Linked DNA regions of Pan troglodytes: region 2 is linked to region 1. Evidence: chromatin contacts called from public HiChIP or PLAC-seq data. All regions are on one chromosome and are shown on one strand. The core of a region is the stretch at or near the end of the contact, and the rest is flanking DNA. Distances in the headings are between cores, read along the strand shown.

Evidence for each region. HiChIP or PLAC-seq counts read pairs in DNA pulled down with a chosen protein or histone mark.
Region 2: a contact with region 1 is called in an H3K4me3 HiChIP or PLAC-seq map of stem cell-derived excitatory neurons, with 7 times the contacts expected there. The contact joins the promoter of SLC4A8 here to the promoter of ANKRD33 in region 1. A contact is called at or near these places in 3 of 7 Hi-C or Micro-C datasets (blood, induced pluripotent stem cells and stem cell-derived neural progenitor cells) and 1 of 1 datasets of contacts at active chromatin or transcription factors (stem cell-derived excitatory neurons).

Annotation. Positions count from the first base shown.
Region 1 is chr10:43,985,379-43,988,184 of NHGRI_mPanTro3-v2.0_pri, reverse strand. ANKRD33 (ankyrin repeat domain 33) reads left to right here and starts at 1,443. Exons shown (of 5, transcript XM_016924809.3): 1 at 1,443-1,707; 2 at 1,944-2,194; 3 at 2,443-2,572; 4 at 2,748-2,806. The coding sequence starts at 1,563.
Region 2 is chr10:44,438,888-44,441,693 of NHGRI_mPanTro3-v2.0_pri, reverse strand. It overlaps SLC4A8 (solute carrier family 4 member 8), which reads left to right and starts at 1,360. Exons shown (of 23, transcript XM_054663326.2): 1 at 1,360-1,586. The coding sequence starts at 1,539. It overlaps LOC129136535 (a long non-coding RNA gene), which reads right to left and starts at 1,234. Exons shown (of 2, transcript XR_008538304.2): 1 at 1,038-1,234.

The DNA.
Region 1 (2,806 bases), core at 194-2,693:
CACATACAAGCAGAGCATGGAGGCTCATGCCTGCAATCCCAGCACTGTGGGATGCCAAGACAGGAGGATCACTTGATGCCAGGAGTTTGAGACCAGCCTGGGCAACAAAGTGAGATCCCCATCTCTACATAAAAAAGTTAGACAGGCGTGGTGGCACACACCTGTGTGCCTCCGAGGAGCTCGTAGCTTCTCAGGAGGCTGAGGTGGGAGAATCACTTAATCCCAGGAGTTTGAGGCTGCAGTAAGCTATGATCATGCCACTCCACTCCAGCCCAGGTGACAGAGTAAGACCCTGTTTCTAAAAAGAAAAAAATAAAATAAAAACACACAAATCAATACTATCTTTTTCAATGAAATGTACATTTTCAAGGATATACAAGTGCCAGTTGGTAAAGGGTAGAGGGGAATGGGATGTGGGGATTAAGGGTGAAAGAGAGAAACTAAAGAAAGTAAAACAAAACAAGAGAGAGGTCTTGTACAGTCTGATGATGGGAGTGATACCAATGGGGGAATATCATTGGCTCCATTTTCTACATCTGTGGACCAAGACCAATCCATCAAGCTTAATATGTAATATAAATATTAAAGAATATTTTGATAACAATTTATCATTATATTAACAAATCATTTAATTTAAATATTTCATATTTAATTTATCACACTGAAACTAATCTATTAAATTTCATACATCATAATTTCTGGCCAATCCCTCCCTCACTACTGCCTGCCGCACTTTGTGCCCCGACTGCCCACCTGCACTAGACACATAATGTCTGTACTCACAATTTTGTTTGTTTGTTTGTTTGGTTTTTTGAGAAGGAGTTTCGCTCTTGTTGCCTAGGCTGGAGAGCAATGGTGCGATCCCGGCTTACTGCAACTTCTGCCTCCCGGGTTCAAGTGATTCTCCTGCCTCAGCCTCCTGAGTAGCTGGGATTACAGGCGCCCACCACCAAGCCCAGCTAATTTTTGTATTTTTAGTAGAGACAGGGTTTTGCCATGTTAGCCAGGCTGTTCTTGAACTCCTGACCTCAGATAATCCACCCGTCTTGGAATCTCAAAGTGCTGGGATAACAGGCGTGAGCCACCGGGCCCAGCTCTATACTCATAATTTGACAATTATGTTTTTATTTCCCCAGAACCTCAAAAAATAAGTTCAGGTGACCCCTGGAGACCCCACCCCAGGGTCATTCTGAGAGTACCAACCCTATTTAATGAGATACCTGCATTCACTCACACCCTCTCCCACAACCACCCCTTCAGCAAGTCGCGCTCCACCTAATGAGGAGGGGCTTTAGGCTGGGCCTGAAAAGCTGGGCCGAGACCCCACGAGGCTGCATCTCCGCCGGCGTCCCCAAGGCTGAGAGTGGGCGCGTCCGTCAGGAGGAGTCGTCTTTGTGAGCCCGCCCCGGCGGGGAGGAGCTGCCCGGCTCAGGCCCCGCCCACCCGGAGGATCTTGGGGCTGGTCTGAGTCCGCTCCCGAGACGTGACCACCCGCCCCGCATGGGGCCCCAATCCCAGCTGCTTGATCCGGCTCAGCCCCGAGGTGTTTGCAGCAGCTCTTTATGAAAGTCCAGCCATCTGTTACCTGCGTTGCTTCCTGGGGAGGGATAGTCCACCTGGAGGCATTCGGAGACCCAGTGATTGTGCTCCGCGGAGCCTGGGCTGTGCCCCGCGTTGACTGCCTCATAGATACCCTACGAACCCCAAGTAAGAAAAGACGACGACCCTCTCTCCGTGAGTCTCACTGGGGTGCTGACCTAGAGTGAACCCTGCTTGCTTAGGGCTCCTGACCCAGCGCTTGTCCTTTCTCAGGGTGGATGGGGCGAGATCCCTGCTGGGATAAATGTTTTCCCTGGGGCAAGGGCTGTGCACTTCGCAGCTGCTGGGTCCCCTCCCTAGGATCCAGGGAGACACTCACTACTCCTCTCCATTCTGTGTTTTAGATGCCAGCTGCATGAGAAGAGGGACTCACCTTCTGGTTCCCTGCCTGGAAGAGGAAGAGCTGGCATTGCACAGGAGATGGCTGGACATGTCTGAGGCACTGCCCTGCCCGGGCAAGGAGACCCCCACCCCAGGCTGCAGGCTGGGGGCCCTGTATTGGGCCTGTGTCCACAATGATCCCACCCAGCTCCAAGCCATACTGGATGGTGGGGTCTCCCCAGAGGAGGCCACCCAGGTGGACAGTAATGGGAGGGTGAGATGTCCTGGCTTCCCAGAACAGCTGAGGGTATCTTTACATCCCCACCACACCGTCCTGGCCTGGCTCCCTGAGAGGGGTTCAGGGGCAATACTTCCTGCAGTCCTAAGGAGGAAGGGAATGGTTAAGGGTGGGTCTTCACAGGGTTTGGGGCAGGCTCTGGGACAGATATGGGTTTAGAGGGTGCAAGGGGCCCTGGGGTGGCCCAGGGGGAAAGCAGGGGATCTGAGCTGCCCCTCCCTCAGACAGGCCTCATGGTTGCATGCTACCACGGCTTCCAGAGTGTTGTGGCCCTGCTCAGCCACTGTCCTTTCCTTGATGTGAACCAGCAGGACAAAGGAGGGGACACGGCCCTCATGTTGGCTGCCCAAGCAGGTGTGAGGCTGCTGCACCCCACTTCCGACAGCCCCCTTTTGATGCAGACAGGGCCTCAGCCCCACCCTTGTTGCACGGTGTTCTACACCAGACTCTGTCATGCTGGGTGGAGGGTGGTTTGGGAGCTTCATCACCCCCTTTCCTGGGGACCAAGCTTACCCTTGATGCCCTGCAGGCCACGTGCCTCTGGTGAGTCTCCTGCTCAACTACTATGTGGGCCTGGACCTGGAACGC
Region 2 (2,806 bases), core at 111-2,610, 450 kb before region 1:
TTCAAGATGACAGGATTAGTAAAGAGATTGATGGAGTGTGTGGCAATGAACACTAAAACGCAGAGACTAGACAGGAGGCTTATACAGGACATCAGAAATACAATTCTGCTTCAGGGATACTGAAGCCCAACCTTGTTTCCAATTTCAGGACCAACACAAAGGATGGTAAGCAGGGGTGGAAACTTTTAACATGTATCAGACTACCTTCCCCAACTGTAGCTTCTTTAGGGGCTGAGAATTATTTGCAACAATTCTTCCCCTGACCCCAATTTGGACCTACCTGAAGTCTGGTATGATAGTGCATATAAAACAAAAGGCCCCATGGCCGGGTGCCATGGCTCACGCCTGTAATCCCAGCACCTTGGGAGGCTGAGGCGGGCAGATCACCTGAGGTCAGGAGTTCCAGACCAGCCTGGCCAGCATGGTGAAACCCCGTCTCTACTACAAATACAAAAAAATCAGCTGGGCGTGGTGGTGGGGACCTGTAATCCCAGCTACTCAGGAGGCTGAGGCAGGAGAATCGCTTGAACTGGATAGGCGGAGGTTGCAGTGATCCAAGAACACGCCATTGCACTCCAGCCTGGGCAACAAGAGTGAAACTTCGTCTCCAAAAAAAAAAAAAAAAACCAAAAAAAACCCAAAAGATACCTTTCTTTTTCTTGAGGAGAGAGGGTTGCTTCGATTTTAGCCAGCCTCTCTTTTCTTATAAATCCAAATCAAATTTAATGCATTATTCATGATATTCTAACCTTGTGTTAGGTCAGTAGTTCTGTTGCTAAATAATAATTTGCCTTAGATCATTTCCTGGAAAAGTTCGAAGCCTTTTTGTGGAATTGCTTCAACAGTCATCCTTAGCTCAACCCTGTCCGTGTGTTTTGCTTCTGACTTGAGACTCAAGAAGAAGACCTAAGTCATAGTGAGACTGTGAGGGGGCCTGACACTGCCTGCCTTCTTCAATTTAATGCTCTTTAATCTGGCCATTAGCTCAAGGAAAAACAATTAATTTTAGAAGGCCCTCTCCCCTCATCCGCAATTACCTCCTCCTGCAATCGCGAAGGATGTTTCCCCGGAATTTAAACATCATCTCCCAAGGAATGAAATCAGAATAGGCAAAACCGACACTTTCCCAGTTTTCAAGGGTCAGGTGCAGCTGCAAATAGAAGCAGAGATTTTCTAGCAAGCAGTTGGAAGGACCTTCACGCCCAGAGGCCCCTGAAGGGAGGGAGGCGGTTTCCAAGGCAACCGGGCCCGGGAGCGGTTGGCTCCCCGGCTCCTCCCCCTCCCCGCGGTAGCCCAGGGTACCGCCGGACAGCGTCCTCCCGTGCTCCGCGCCCTGATTGGCTGCGCAGGCCTCTCGCTGATTGGTTGCGGCGGATGCCTCGCGGGCCGGTGGCTATGGAGGCGGCGGCGGTTGATGGTTGACCGTTGGCTCCGGGGTAGGGGTCGCCGTTCGAGTGATCTGCTCAGATCCGACCAGAGGGCGCGGGCTGCTGATGCTTGGCTTGGAGCCCGTGGGGGAGACCTAGTTCGGCTCCGCCATGCCGGCCGCCGGGAGTAACGAGCCGGACGGCGTCCTCAGCTATCAGGTAGGGCCCCGCCTCCCGCGCCTCCCGCTCCTCCCCGGGGCGCAGCCTCCTCATCCTCTGCCCACCCTCCTTCCTTCTGCCCCCGAGCCCAGGCTTCCCAGGCCGCTCCCTGAGGGCGAGGGGAGGCCAGCCCGGGACACCAGGGGGCGCTCCGGGCGGTTGGGGACCAGGCCAGGGCTGCGAGAGAGTGACCTTGGGCCAAACCTGGGATCTGGCCCATCTCTGCCGCATCCCTTGCGCCGCCCGCCCAGGAGCCCTGACAGCCGGCGGGCGGCGACCTCTTGTCCTCCTCGCGTCTTTCTGTTGGAAGGGGCCGGCGTCTGGCCTCGCGTTGTCCTGCCAGAACGTGGGCAGAAAGGGTAGCAGGGACCTTGCTCTGGTGGGGCACGTCTTCTCTTTGTGTTTTTATTTCTGGGGGTTCCTGGTTCCTCAGTGGTTCAGAGGAAAAGCCAGAAAAGACTCTGGAGGCTGGGACCAATCCCTGATAGGGTGACCCGGTTTGTGACTCCCTCTGCCCCATTGAACAGACACCTGAAAACTTCTGGGTAGGGACTGCAAACTGGGCTGAGGATGTGTGGAGGGGTCAGGAACAGGTGCTTATTTAAGGGAATTAAAAAACCAAGGTTAAGTAACTGGTATTAGAACTGTTGGGGCGGCTAATGTAAGGAAAAGCATTGGACTAAGTGTTAGAGTCTGTAGTTTGAAATCCTACCTCTGCCTCACACAAACTTTGTGACCTTGAGTAAGTCACTTGCCTCTTTGAACCTCAGTTTCCCCAGCTATTAAAATGGGAATAGTTATGTCTTTTTTGTTTGCTTCACAGGGTTGTTTTGAGGATCAGACGAAGTGCTGTTTGTGAAAGGGCTTTGTGGAGTAATGTTTATTGTGTGACACTTAGTGAATGAGTGGCAGCCCACTGAATTCTCACTCCCCGTTTCCTGTGCAATCAGATGGTGTGGTTTCTGCCTTGGAAAGAGGGCTGGAAGAGGAGGCAAGTCTGAAGTACAGGGCTCTGAAGAGGGTAATGGGCCATCTCAGGGAGGATGACACGTCTTGGAAACAAGTGCCATGTTGACCTCAGGGATGGTTTCCCGGAGGAGGCAGGGAAAATATCCTGAGTTTGCAACAAAATGAATATCAGACACTGACTCTCTCCTCTTCTTCCTGGTTAATAGTTTGCTACTATTAATAGAAGATACATCCTTCTTTCCTTGCTCTGT